Regions from separate parts of the Mus musculus genome. Here region 2 is linked to region 1. Evidence: chromatin contacts called from public Micro-C data. All regions are on one chromosome and are shown on one strand. The core of a region is the stretch at or near the end of the contact, and the rest is flanking DNA. Distances in the headings are between cores, read along the strand shown.

Evidence for each region. Hi-C and Micro-C count contacts between places; a contact is called where the count stands out from the background.
Region 2: a contact with region 1 is called in a Micro-C map of embryonic stem cells, with 8 times the contacts expected there. A contact is called at or near these places in 1 of 39 promoter capture datasets (liver), 1 of 484 Hi-C or Micro-C datasets (embryonic stem cells) and 1 of 130 datasets of targeted methods (pancreatic cancer cells).

What each region holds. Positions count from the first base shown.
Region 1 is chr19:23,755,997-23,763,550 of GRCm38.p6, reverse strand. It overlaps Apba1 (amyloid beta (A4) precursor protein binding, family A, member 1), which reads right to left and starts at 4,675. Exons shown (of 13, transcript NM_177034.3): 1 at 4,460-4,675.
Region 2 is chr19:24,552,085-24,559,557 of GRCm38.p6, reverse strand. Pip5k1b (phosphatidylinositol-4-phosphate 5-kinase, type 1 beta) reads left to right here and starts at 3,686. Exons shown (of 15, transcript NM_008846.3): 1 at 3,686-3,793. Gm50341 (predicted gene, 50341) reads right to left here and starts at 3,226. Exons shown (of 2, transcript NR_169181.1): 1 at 3,174-3,226; 2 at 2,148-2,550.

The DNA.
Region 1 (7,554 bases), core at 3,426-5,925:
TCTGATTGAGAGAGCAGCCACTTTGAGAGGCATCTACTTTGCCTTTCAGTATTAATCTGTCACCCATAAGGCTCAAGTTGCCATGTACCAATTGTAGTGACCCGAGTGAGGCAACACTGCGTTTCTGAAATTACGGTATGTGTGCTCAGTCAAACATGTTCAAGCTAGAAAACCCGAGGAACGCCTGTAGCAATGAGATGCTAGTCTGCAAGGAGCATTTCCCCTGCTCGGAACATTCTCGGGTCTGAAGCCTCTTTAAAGATGGTAGTCTCATCTGCCCACCCCCAATCCCACCCCACACCCCCACTTCAAGTCCTGTTGGCAAGTGTGGGGTCCTCCAAACTAGAACTCTGTTTTGTTATAGTAGCTAGACCCCACAACGCACAGGACTGCTCTTTATGCATATATTATGTTTGCATGTGCATGCATGAGGAGACCCTAGATTGGTGCTGGGATTGTCCTCAACTGCTTATTACTTTGAGGCAAGATCTCTTAATCAAACCCAGGGGTATCTGCTATGGCTCACCTCCCTGGATGCTCTGAGAATCGCCTGTCTGTCTTCTGCAGCTTGAATGACAGCTAGGCCCCCACATCCACCTGGGTATCCACACTCTGGTCTTCCTGCTTGCACAGCAAACATTTTCATGCCTGAGGTATCTACCTAACCTCGTTCCCCACCATGTTACTCTTACTCATACATGACATATAATGTCACCTATTTATTTCCTTGGAGTATCCTCCCAGTAAAAGCTCTGTGACATAGGGAAGTCTTCCAACCCCCACCCCCTCCAACCCAGTTCTATCCTTGCAGCTAGCCTGGCCCAGAGAGGGTGCTTGATAAATATTTGTTAAAAGTCTGAATATAGTTCATCATTAGAACTTTGAAATTATCATTTGCTACAGATAAAATTTCATAATCTCATCTGGAATCATCATAATCAAGAGGCTCAAGCATACATAGGGTTTTTTTTGTGGGAAACAGTGTCCTTGTTTTTCAAGATTAGTGTATATAGCAGATATGAATACATTAACAGGTTTATAGTACCATAGTCTTGTATAGGTTACAGGATACAAATCATTGAATATCCATTATATAAATAAACTCTGAAATTTCCAATCTCATAGGCTATATTTAACCTACTAAAACAAATTAATTTATTCATGAATTCATGTGACAAAAATGTATTGAACACTTATGATGGGCATAATGTTGTGCTATATTTGAGTTTTGAAAAGTCAACTTTACACTTCACTATAAAAGCCACATCTTGATGTAATATATAAGAAAAGTTTATCTTTAAAAAAAAAAAGCCTTGTTTTTCTCCATTGTTTTAATACAACCCTTATTTATTGAACTCAAAGGTCCCCAAGAGAAAGTTCTTATAGGAAACCATCCAAATGGAGTTTCAGACAATTCAGGCAACATGAATAAATGCTTTTAAAAGTAAGCAAGCATTCTTTCCATGGAGAATAAGAGACACCACTGAATTTAGCAATACTGAATGCTCACTATTGCGAAATTTAATTAGCTGTCAAAGCATAATTATACACTCATACACAGAGTTCCTCCTTGCTGGGTGATGGTCATTCACTCACATCAATCTCTCACATTGCCTTCATAATTCTACACCCAGCCTCAATTTGCCTTTGCCTTTCCTAAGAGATTATAACCAGGTTCCTTTCTTCAGAGTCATGCCTCCGCCCAGTATGGTCCACCATCTTGATGGCTTTATCAACCTAGCCTCCTGCTTGAATCTCTTTTCCTCTTAATGGACTCATTTCCCAGGCTTCTGAAGTCAGCTTCCGTCCCTCTGCTGTGCCATCCCTTTGATGTATCACCCTCTCCTCCACCACCCAACTTATTCAAGCACGAGTCTGTTTCTACCACTCGATGTTCTATTTTGTCTTCCTTGCAGCATAAAAGCTCAGTTTCCCCCGTGGCACCATGGTTTATCCCTTTTTGGCCCTGCAGGTCAATTTTCAAATGTCCTTTACTTCCAAGTCTTCTGAAAAGACAAACTTTTCAAAGGGAGGCTTGCGGTAGAGGAGAAAGGCATTAAAGCTGCTTTTAGGGAAGAAGACGAAGAGGCATTCATGCAAAACAAATGGCTTGCTGCAGGCTGCAGGGAGAGGTGCAGCCATTTACCAAACTGAATTACAGATCTCAGCTGTACCTTTAACCTCACCGGGCCAAACGTTAGGAAAGCAGGGCATGGCATTTGAAAAAGTCTCTCATTTACATGAGAAAGGAAATCAGAAATTCTCAAGTCATCAATTGTGTTTGTATGCACTTCTTTCTCTAATCAGGCTGTTTACGTTGGTAATTTCTAATATTCTTGAGTTTTCTTATAAGAAATTTACATATGTGGTTTTACTTGCGTATACAGAGATGATAACTTTTTTTTAAAGTAAAGAAACCTAAGCCTCTTAAGTGACTTACATCCATCAGAATGAGATATGGCCAAAGCATTAAGAGAGTTAAAGAACTAGGATTCTAAATTCATTTTTATAAGTCCTTTTTAAAGTCTCGGATGAGATCCAACAACCTCACATTAAAATTTCAGAAGGCTTGGCTTGAAGGATGCGGGGAAATTTACTTTACACTCATAGCTTCCAGCATAGTTGGTCCACATGTCATCATTTGTTTTAAAAACAATAAACGAGAAGGAAAAGTCATATGTAGATGGCCTTAGCTTTATTATTTTCAATGTACCCATGGAATAACACTTTATACTTTGCCCAAAGAATAAAATTTTTAGAAAAAGAAAGAAATCTTTGGTGTCAGTATATCATACATTTATTTGTACATCCTTGTGATTATTTCAAGCTTTTCAAAGAGGCCCAGTGCAGCCCATTTGGGTTCTGACAGCAATTCAGTAGAATTTAAGGTATTATAACTAAAATATGTCCCAAGCAGGTGAATCCAATCATATGACATCAGTAAAGTACTGGGCTATTATCATAAAGGTGCATTCACTCCTATGGATATTGCAGGAGAAATACAGACTCCAGGGAACCAGGCGGCAGTGGACACGCATACGGATATGCCATCTCTAGTGCTTTCCCTCTCTACGCAACCCTATCTTTATTACGCAGAGAAATTTAAGCATCTATAGACTCTGCGTGCTTTTTCTCTGTCTTGGTTCCTAGACATCATTGGAGAGCCAAACATTTGCCAAATTTCCTACGAGTGAGCTGTCCTGGGAAGGAAATCGGGGACTTCACTGACTGGAGATCTTATATCCATGGGTCTCGGGAAATTTCAGTTCCTAAATGGACCTTCTAACCATTGTGAAAGCCGGGAGAGTGGCTGTCACTAGCATCCCATTTCCCACGGAAAAACACCCAAGAGAATGCATGTTGGGGCACTCTTTTTTTTTTCCTTGTTTTTTTTTTTTTTACTTCCCTTTCAATCTTGTTCTTGTATTTTTAAAGCCCCCACCTTCTTTACACACCTCAAGAGTTTATTCTAAAAGAATCATTGCAAAGACTATCCAATCTTCAGCTAGAAGGTTTTCAGTACTTATATATGGAAGGGAGTCTGGTGATAAAAGTTGTGGGAACGGGAGAGGAAGATGACCATTAAACACCCTCTTCTTGGGGTTAGACAAGAGATAAACAATAGAAATTGCAGAGTCAGGCAGTCAATGAGAGGCTGTGAAGTGCCAAAGAAAGCGCCCTTCAGAGCCAGGGACACCAGCTGTCTCAAAAGGTGTAACCATTATCCTGGTTTGCTGCCATGTGCCTCAAAGCAACCGCTCACTTCCACATCCCCGTGTTAGGACGTTAGGGAAAGGGGAAGCGAGAATCCGTACACCCAGCCACCCAAGAACAGTAGCAGAACAGAAACTGTTCTTAGACTTGCAGGGTCAAAATAACCAATACTGTCCCACAGTGTTAGCTGGCGGCATCAAGTCAGGAAAAGCAGATCGCTGGATGTGGGGCGCAGTTTTGAGAGCGTGGATCCAATTGCACGCTAAACACTCACTCTTACACGGGATTTTACAAACCCGGCCTTACCCTACTGCCTCCCCTCCACACTTCACACACCAAGTGCATCCTGCCCACCTCACGGTTTCCATCATCAGTCAGCCAGAGAGGAGGGATCCTAGCGGGGATTCCTGGAAATGTCATCTCCCCCTACACTTCGGATCTGCCACCTCCATCCCCTCTGCTATCACACACACACACACACACACACACACACACACACTCCTTCCGTGACTGTCATCAGGCCCGCTCTTCCCAAAGCCGGGTATCTCAGCGCGCACCGGACGCCTGGCATCTCTCTAGTACACACCCTTCCCCCGCCTCGCTAGCTCCAAGCACTGCCTCCCTGGATGTCGCCTGCCGTCCCTGTTCATCCGCACTATTGTTCCACGCTTCACCCCTAGCTCCCGGGATCATCCCTCCAAAAGGACCCGAGCTCCGTCCGGGGCGTCGGGCGCCCGGCACTCACCCAGCCCGCCCTGGCGGTGGTACCTTGCCTGACAGCTGGGTCCGCGGGCCCGCGGGAGCAGGCGGCGCTAGTGACAGCGACCGTGCCAAGCCTGGGAATAAAGCTGCTCTCCAGCTGCTCCCGCCTCCAGCGCCACCATCTTCCCCCGCCGCCACCGGGACCGCAGCCGCCCGCGCCCCGCTCCTCCGGCTCTAGCTCGGCAGCCGCTCGGGCCCCTCCGGCCGCGGCCCCACCCCCTGCTCGCCGCCCGCTCGCCCTCGTGACGCGCGCCGGGGCCGGGCGGCTGCGACTGACGGCGGGGGGAGCGCGCGCACGCCGCGTGCAGCAGCGCCCCTGCCTCCCACGCCCACCCGCGTGCGCGCGCGCGGCGCGGGCCCGACGCGACAGTCCAGCTCGGGCGCGCGTGAGCGTGCGAGGGGTCCACAGCCGTCGCCGTAGCTGTGCGCGAGTCCCTCCCTCTCGTGGCCGAGAGCCTGGAATGGACTACGTGGCTGCCTCCCGCGGGGACACAGGGGGACCTCCACGGTCCTCTGTCCCAGGTCCCTAACGCTCATCCCCGGCCCCGTCTCTGCGAATGGGCTCTGGTCACGCTTAGGACACACTGCCGCGTGGACGGCTGCCCGTGTCCTCTTGCTTAGTGACACGCAGTTTTCCCGCTTCCCGGGCCTGAAAGCCAAGAAAAAGCTTGGAGCTTGCAATGCGGCGCTGCGCTCCTCGAGTGGCCGCGAGGGGGCGCCCGCGTGAGCTTGAGAGGAACAAGCTGGGCGTCTGTCTGGCCGCCCACTGGGGGCGCTGCCCAACCCGCCCCACCCAGAAAGCGTCTGGAAGGCGGGGTCGGGAAATGGTCCACTTGGTTTCTCGATGCCCGTTGCTAGGAGCTTAAAAGAGTCTTCCAGACGTGCAGAGGCAATTCGCCTGGTATATGATTAGGTTCTCTGGAGGGTGGGGACCCTGAGCACTAGGGACCAGGTAGCAGGTGTTGTGACTTAATGAAAAGGTGGACTGGCCCCTGGGCGGCGGCGGGGTGGGAGTGGAGGGGCGAGGGCGGGGCTGGGTTCAGGCGCCTGGGTTCAGGCGCCAGCTCCATCTGTAATAGGCGATTCCATAGCTACATCCTCCCCCCTCTTTGGGACAGAGTTCTCAATTTAAAAATTAAGGGTCATATTCCCCCGAAACCTTATAATTTTCAAGTCCGTCTTAGTATGCATATTCTCATCTAGTGAAATGAAGACAAGCCTTCCTTATCTGACCTAGGGAGAGATAAATCTATCATTATACAGTATTTCCATATTAAGCACAGTATCTCCAGAAATATCTACGGGTGTAGCCCGAGGCATCCTAGAATTCTTGTTTAGCCTTAAAATTCACATGAATTTCTGCATTCTACTTCGTAATTAGTTTCTTGGCTTTGACAAAGAAAAGTATAGCTTCTCCTGTCCCCCCAGTATCTTTTCATAAAACTTAAACATATACTAGAAATAAGGGCCATTGTTGTTTTTCTTGTGACAGTCATTCCCTATTCATCTTGTCAGTAAAACTACCCTCTCTGGTGAAAGCCAGATAGGGTCCTCGTCCCTCCAGAATTCATAGCACCCTGGGAAAACTACACATCAGAGAACAACTGTGAACTTTCCAACTGCCAAGGTGCAGGGGTATCTGATGTTCCCTGGACTGCCTGAGGAAAAAGCCTTTCCAGGAGACCAGTTAGAGGAAGGAAAGGTATCAGAGCCCCCTAGGCAGGACTGAAGCCCAGATGCCTTAAGCAGGCAGGCAGCAGCCATAACGTTGACTTCTTCAGGCACACACACACACACACACACACTGGAGAGTGATGAGAGTTGAGATTGATCCAGCAAGACCAGGGTGGGGTTCACAATGCTGTTCCTGAAGCGCTCCCAAGGCAGCTCCCCGGGAGGTGGGGGTGGGGCTCTCAGAGTCCAGGGCAGGACTAATTTACTCTGTGTGTCTGGTGAGCGAGCGAGCTTGTAGGTTCGGTGTGTCTTCTGGCTCTCAGCTCTGTTAGTCTTTGCTTTTGCTTTCCTGTGCTCCCCTTTGGGGGGCGATGGATGTCAGAGTAGGCTTCTGCAGTCGTTTCTGTTTCCTTCCTGGAGATGGACCGTAGTTTTAAGAAGGAAGCTAGCTTATCTCGTTAAATTTTAGGTTAAATAAGAGAGTATAGATAAAAGAGGCTCATTTTAACGCCATGATGGATAATCTTCGCCAACCCTGACAGCTCTAGAGTTACTTCAGAGATCTCGAGGAAATTAGGAGATTGATTGGACCGAGCAGGAAGACTCACCCTAAATGTGGGCAGAACTTTTTTCACAGACTGAATCCAGCCTGGGTATAAAGGAGAAATTAAGTGGAGCCCAGCTTTTGGTTCTTTGCTTCCTGACAAAGGACTCATTGAGACCAGCTACCTCTGCATGTAGCTGCCTTGCCTGCTCCTCTGTGGGGGACCCTTCTTTCCTTTAGTTTTTATTGTCCTGCATCTTTTCAGCAATGCCAAGGAAAGTGAGGAATACAGATGTATCAACTTGCTAACATTTGATTTGCTAGCTCATGTTTTTCAGCCTCACTGTGTGTCATTGGGTGATCTTCCTACCAAACCATGAGTGAAAGAAACATTGCGTTAATAATACTTTATCCTCAATCTTCTACTACAGGGCCTTGGTGCAGATTAAAGGCAATGAGTAAAGTCACTTAGCTAACATCACTATAATGGCAACCATTTGTCAAAGGTTAATAACTGGAAATCTTCCTCCCAAGGAAAATGTAAACATCCTTTTTCCTTCTGGATGGTGTCTTTGTGCCTCCTCTAGCAGGAAGCTCAAACCACGTTTGTAGTTCATGGTAGGCAATGGATGGGCCCATATGGCATTTATATTACACCCTCCCTCTGCGTTAGTCTATCTATAGATTCCCTGAGTCTGAATTACTGGTCAGTTTTTACCTTATTATTGATATTCTTATAAGTACTTCAAATATTTGTATCCACCTTTGCTATTAACAAGAGTCAACGGCTATTCCCTGTTTCAAAGAGCAAACTGCCAGCCATTGTAGCAGGTAACAAACAATATGTAGATGGGATGCCA
Region 2 (7,473 bases), core at 2,437-4,936, 800 kb before region 1:
AAAAGGCAAGAGGAAAGGAGGAAGAAAGGGCAGGAAGGAGAAAGGAGAAGGCGGGGGAGCTGAGGGAGGAAGAGAGAGTGATCAGAAGAAATAGAAAAGAGTAAAGGAAGATTAAACAAACAAAAAAGGAAAGTAGACATCAGATTTCAGATGTGGTCAATGTTAAGAGTGAACTTGAAATTAGAGAGCACAGGGTCCTTGGGGGTAAATCAGCCCTCTGCAATTAGAAAAATCAAGCTATACAAAACATGTAAGCCCTTTTGTCTGGTTAGCAATTATATTTCCATGAGAAGAAGGCAACTCTAACGTTGTGGAAGGCAAAGGCGCTACTGTCCCATGTCAATGGCTACAACCCTTTCCCCTGGGGTTCTTATGTTTTTGATTCCCTGGCTGCAGTCTACACAGTAGATAAACTACCCAGAGTTGACAATAACAGAGAACTTCCACGTTCAGGCTTCACAATACCTGGCAGTTTCTAGCCACCCCCTTTTAGAAATTAGATGCACAGAAGAAGTAGGGGTGCCTTGCTGCAGAGAAACCCAAGTCAGCTATCTGGGCAGTAAGAAGTTAGTTATATCACTGAGGACCAAGTTACCTGCTATGTGAGCAAAGCCTTCTAGCACCCTGCAACTCTGTCTAGCTGCCTGGTGAATAAAGCCAAGTGAGTTTCCAGTAAAGCAGCCGATACTGTGTTTCTCATGAGGTGAAGCAGTTTGTCATGAAGCAGTAAATAACTGAAGTAGTTGTCTACAGCAGTAGCTACTTAGTATTTGTTATGAGCCTATGGTTTGCGTATATACGGTCTGTTGATCTGGACCAAGCCTGACTAAGCTCACTGGGACTTGCTTGTTCCTCTGAAAACAAAGGAGGGCTGGCTAGCCAAGGTGACCCCCGCTGGTGACTCAGCTCTTGCTACACATAGAAACCCTGTCTCAAAAAACCAGAGAGAGAGAGAGAGAGAGAGAGAGAGAGAGAGAGAGAGAGAGAGAGAGAAGTAAGGTGAGGCTATAAACCCTCAAAGCCCACCCCCAGTGATGTACTTCCTCCAGCAATGGTCTTTGTCTAGAGGTAGGTCTTGTTCTCCTGGGAATGGCAGAATTCCAAGAGCTGATACAGAAATGCACAGTTTTGAAGACTACCATTATATCATGAGTGTACTTACTCCATTGGCCAAAGTAGATCATGTGGTAGATTCCAGGAGGAAAAGCCTTGGATAGAGGGAAGCTATTACTTGGGAGCCATTATTGTTTTTGTTTTGTTGTTGTTGTTGTTGTTGTTATATCTGCTATAAGAAACATACATGTCTCCTCTGTATGGAAATAAATAATAATTTTAAGACTTTGTTTAAATGATTATTTTCTAGTTTTTAAATAGGTTTCACGATTTTTCTGGCCAAGTCACTATTGCTAGTGACATTGATGATCTTTCATTTCCAATAGAGGATGGCTTTCCTGAAATCCCACCGATATAAGTAGATCAGGAAGGATTGTTTTGTTTTGTTTTGTCTTTCATACATGGAACTAACAATGGGGTATAAGGCTCGTGGGGAAATTCTTAGAGTCCAGTTTCACCGTGTTATCTCTACAAATGTCCTGTAAGCAGTTGGCTTTGGGACTTCTCTACCAGAAGCCCAAGGTTGTTTGCCTGGGAGATTAGGTTCTAATGGAGAAAGCAGCTGTGCAGGATTGGGGTGTGGGAGTCTAACGCCTCTGAGCGCTTTTGATCCACTGAGAGGTCATTCAGATTTGGCTTCGCCTGTTTTCATATCCCCTATGGCATCGCCTCTCTGGGAAGCAAATCCACTTCCCACTCCTTGAAGTTCAGAGTGGAAGTCTGAGGCACGCGACAGGGAGACTGATTTCCCCAGCCCCAGATTCCAGCCAGCCCGCGACTCAGAGCGGTGAGATGCTGCCCCCTATACAGTGATTCACAGCAGTTGGTTGCAAGGTTCTTTGATCTTTGATCCGCTGCTCTTTCTCTGCTGCCCCCTCCACTGGCCCCATCTTGAACTCTGTTAAGTCAGTATTGCTGTTACTTTTTGTTCAAGGACTAAGAGTAAGGAAAACTGTGTCCTCGCCTGTGAGTTACTGGATGTCTTAGGGCTACGGTTTTCTCATCTGAAAAGCGTGCAAGCTGGACCACACACATGTTCTTACTCTGTGCTTTAATAAGTCCAGAATGCTTGGACCCAAGTCCTAAGTTAGTGATGCCTTAAATCGCTAGTAGCGGCCACACACACCTGGAAGAACACTGGAGATACCGTCCCTAACAATACACATCTATTTGATTTGTCAGCTTTACGTGAATAAAACTTTAAGAACAATGCATTTTTTGTTATAAAGGAATTTTTATGCTTCATTCCAGGGTGATACTAAACCACCACAAATTCACTCGAGTTGGGGTTGGGGGTGGGGTTGTTAAAAGATTTCAAAACTGCCTGCAGGTGCTCTTTGTAGAGCCTCAAGGGAGTGTCCTCAAGCAAGGGTCATCAAATGCTGGTCTTCCTCTGACAGAACGCAAGTTTTCTTTCCCACAAGTGTTTTGTTTTGTCTGAGGAGGGGAAAGTGGAAGGAAGTGATAAAGCTGAACTGTACCACTTGCTTCGACCCAACTGGGAGGGAGTCGCTCTCTTCCTGTGCCTGTTAGATAAATTTAATTTTAGCGTTCAGAACAGCACAACTCCAAACGGATCCTTAGATCTAGCCCCTACCCTCTTCGAAGCTAAACTAACCTAGTGAGATTCCAAGTGGCTCCAGCAGGCGCGCCCCCATTGTAGCTCAATGGCGCGGGACCCCTCACTAGCCCATCCCTAACCTGTTGGATAGATCGTCCTTCTTGAGAGCACCTGCTATCCTTAGAAGGGAGACAAGTGTGGTCTCAGAACCTTTGCGCGTCCCTTCCTGATAAAGGGGGTATAGGGGAGGGCTCTGCTTGCTTAAGTGCTGGCTCCTCAAGGAAGAGGAGTCAAGTCTGGCATTGCCCGACTGGTGGCCAGGGACACTGGCAGCGGCACGCCCTACCCCAACACAGTCCACAGCAGTGAGGCTTCGAGACTCTGAGAAGCTCCCAGAAGCTCTGGAGCTTTGGAGGATCCCGCTAATCTCAGGGAGCCGCTTCACCCCTGCTCTGAGTCCTGGCTGCACAGTGGCCCGGGCGCACAATCTCCCACGCACCGACTAGAGCGTTAGGTCCGACTGCGGGCTGCTCTGCTGCTGCAAACCGGTCTGGCTTCCTTGCAGGGCGTGCGGGACAGAGCAGAGGGTGGAGAGAAAAGGGGAAGAGCCTGGGCGGCCGGCGGGCGGGGCCTGCAGCCTCCCGGAGTCGCGGCCGCCGTGCAGCCTGCTCGCTGCCCGCCCCGCTCGGACTCCGGCGCGCCGTGCGGGGGCCCGTGGCTGCGGGGCACCGCCACTCCTCGGCCTCCATCCCCCGATCTCGCCTCGCCGCGCCACCCGGCGCTGTCTGGTCCTAGTGGTCCGCTTGCCGTTCTGCCGACCAGAGGAGCGGCGGGAAGGAAGGGGAACGCGGGGACACGCACACCGGCCGCGGCGCGCGCGCATTGCACACTCGCAGCCGCGCGTCCCCGTCGCCGCGCGTCCGAGCCCAGTGTGGCCCCGCGGCAGGGCCCGGCACCTGCCCGCCCCCCCACCCCACCCCCCGGCGCTGCTCCGGCTCCGCCCCGCCCGCCGCCCGCCGCCCGCTGCAGCCACCGGAGAACCCACGACATCCCGACAACTTGCCCGCGGTGGCGCAACTGGTCTCGGCCGCCAAGGCTCCAGCACGCCGGCCGAAGGAGGTAAGTTTCCTGCGCGTCCCCGGCAACCCTGCCTACACCCTCCCTTGCCGCCGCGCCTGAGGCTCTGTGTGTCTCTGCTGGGACCTGACCTGCTCTCCACCTTTCCACTTTGCCTGTCCAAGTTGTGCTGGGGGTGACATGGAGGGGGCGCCCGTGGTCGTCAAACCAGGACCTTCGCTCCTCGGGGGCCACAGCTGCGCAGTCCCCGTGGGCACCGACCGCCTCGCTACCCTGATCCCTAGGGCCGCAGTGACACCCAGTGATCCCTCGGGCTCACTTAAGTCAGAGACCCCTCCCTCGTTTCTGGGGAACCTGCTGAGTTTTGTTGCAGCAGGAGAGGTGTCTCCGTCATTCTCCCCTGCTTCTAAACAGCAGCGAACTTGTTAGGCGCCCCCCGGGATGTACAGAGGGGCTTCCACGAGTGGCGTTCTGCTTGATTTCTGGCTCTGGCGCCGGGTGGAACAGGTGAACTACAGTTCCAGCCTGAAAACAGCCGCCGACTTTTACAGTCCCCTGTCTTCAATGGCCCTGTCAATGTGACGATTCAACATCTGGGGCGGGGGTGGGGGGTGGCGGGGGGGATGGGGAGAGCGCTGGAGTTGGACTTGCCACTCTGGTGCCAGGAGTCGTCAGAACCGAAGACAACAAACGTCTGCTTATCTCTCATCTATGCAGATGAGCATGTTCTCATTTCTTACCCCCACCCTCTCAAGCCGGCTGTCTGCTGTGCACAGCACGCTTGGGTAGAAACCTGTTCCAGAGAAGTTGTTTGGGTAGTCAGTGAATTTGTTCTTCATGTCTACTGAAGTCAGGACTTTGAACAGGATCTGCTATTTACTATGATGCTATGTAAAGGAAGCGCATGCTGACTCTCAAGTAGCCATCCCCCCCACCCCCCCCACCCCCGCCTCTGCCCTGGCTCTGCCCCTTGATGGCATTCTCAGCCTGGTAGAGGTCCCCCTGTAAAATGAATGGTCCATAAGGACTGAGACCTGATTAATCTGATCTAAGAAGTAGTCCGAGGCTGTTCTCTTGAACTTAGCTGTAAAGGGCCCCTTTCACCTCTCTTCCGGGAGACTTCCCTCTTGTTCTGTGTAGAGGCTGTAGTGTTTTTGCAGTCGTTGGAGTAGATCAAAGTCCAAGGATTGGTTTTCCTTAGACTCCAGTGTGATGGGGGTTCATGGAAGCTTCTGTCAGAGGGCTGCCCACTGAAAGGCAAAACAGAAAAACAAAAACAAAAACTTACCCAACCAAGTTCAAGGTTGAGCCTTAAGTGTCCTGTGCGATCTCTAAGCTGAAGAAAATGCTGGGTTCTGTGTACAAAGGTGGAGGACCCCCCCCCCCCAGGATGCATGGGAAGTGCAGCCATCCTTGGGCAGGAAAGTTGAACAGTGCTTACAGATAAAGCCATATTACATTTTTATCCAAACTAAGAAAACTGGAGGGACTGGGGGGGAAAAAAAACCCACCTAATATTTGCATCAGTGTCTTGCAATTTTTAATTGCTTTTCAGTATGCTCATCTTATTTCAACCACTTCTGAGGGAGGTGTGGTGAAGATGCTTATCATAGGTTTAGAGGAGGCATGGGGGACTCGGATTCTGGGGTTTATCACAGTGACAATCGGTCCTTCCAGTTAAAGCCAGCCTTGCTGTCCCTCATTCAGAGCCAGCCCTGTACTAGTGAAGTCTTCTTTTCTTTAATGGCTAGATTTGTCGTCTCCTCACAGTGGTCAGTTCGACCTCCTTGTGATTTGATGCTCACATTTTGCAGATGTGGGGAAACTCGGGGGTCAGGCCATCATGAGAGTTTTACATCACTTCTCGAACCCTGAGTGGATGGTCCAAGAGGGAGAGTTCATCTAATCGCCTGACAGTTTGTTGCTTTGTGTTTTCTGTCATTGTCCCACTTCTGATTAGATGAGGTCACTCTGTTCAGTGAGCTGGTTGGTGAACTGGGCTGTAGCTCTGACACAGCCTTTGTGCCAGACCATACGCTGAGCCTTAAGCATTTCTCATGGGAAACAAAAAAGTGCCTACGAAATTATGTCTCTTTTGGCCAGCTTTAGCATCCTTCGGGGTCTAATAATGTGGTATTATTTCCTGTAGGAGAAACCCAGTTTCCCTGTATCAGCCAAGGGAGCTAGCTAATCATTGATTCCAGCTTCAGTTTGTTTTTTCTGACTTGGGCAGTTTCACATCGTACCACTTGACGGAGGGAAAGAAAACTGCAAGTGTGCTTGAGCAGCTTCGAGCACCTATGCTGCTTAGTGCTTCTATTTGACTTTGAAGTATTCAGGTTAAAGTTCTCTCAGGTATGAATTGGTATTGCATATGCACTTTTTTTTTGAAGCTTTGTGTTTGCATATAGTAAATAAGCCTGTCCTCGTGGCTGTTAAGTTAATGGGGGTGAATGGACTCATTCATAAGGACAGCCTGCTATTATAAAAGACACAGCACCTTGCATGTAAGTTCCCAGCACAGGGATGATTTCCCTGTGAGAGGTGAGTTGCGCCTTCTGAAGTGCGGGGACTGGAGCCCACTGTGGATCACCCATGTTGTCTCCTGAGTTGTGAAACAGCTGTCTCTTTCTTGTGCCCTTCCACCTCCCGTCAGGAACATATAGCTGCCTAAAGGATACATCCCTAGAAACCGGCTTGTGCCATTTTATGAAAGAGCATGTCGAGAGATAGAGAAGACAACCACTCCTTTTTTTTTTGGTTTTTCGAGACAGGGTTTCTCTGTATAGACCTGGCTGTCCTGGAACTCACTCTGTAGACCAGGCTGGCCTCGAACTCAGAAATCCACCTGCCTCTGCCTCCGGAGTGCTGGGATTAAAGGCATGCGCCACCATGCCGGGCTCCAACCACTCCTTTTTACTCAAGGGTGCTGAGGTACACTTAACATTGCCTTGTGGTTTTGGAGGAGGAACCTAATTAGTGAAACCAACCTACTTTCTGTTCCCTTTAAGAATTAAGTGGATGCTCACAGTCAGGTATTGGATGGATCACAGGGCCCCCAGTGGAGGAGCTAGAGAAAGTACCCAAGGAGCTAAAGGGATCTGCAATCCTATAGGTGGAACAACAATATGAACTAACCAGTACCCCCCAGAGCTCGTGTCTCTAGCTGCATATGAATCAGAAGATGGCCTAGTTGGCCACCATTGGGAAAGAGAGGCCCATTGGTCATGCAAACTTTATATGCCTCAGTACAGGGGAACTCCAGGGCCAAGAAGTGGGAGTGGGTGGGTGGGGGAGTGTGGGGGGGACTTTTGGGATAGCATTGGAAATGTAATTGAAATAAATACCCAATTTAAAAAAAAGAGAAAAAAAATAAAAACACAAAAAGGACAAAAAAAAAAAGAATTCTCTTCTCTTTCCACTCCTTCCTATACACAGAAACCTGGTTTGGTTTGGTTTGGTTTGGTTTGGTTTGGTTTGGTTTGGTTTGGTTTGGTTTGGTTTGGTTTGGTTTATGTGTAGGACAATGAGACAACAACTATAGTGGTTCTCACATACTGCTAATGGATCTTGCTGTTTACTCGGGTTGGGACACATTTCCTTCTGATGAAGTATCCCAGTGCCAATACGAACTTGTCTAGAGCTGCACCATTTACAGGTAAGAAAGCTGAAGAGTTAGGAGGTGAACAGACTGGCTCGGGGTCACCCGGATACTGGTCCAA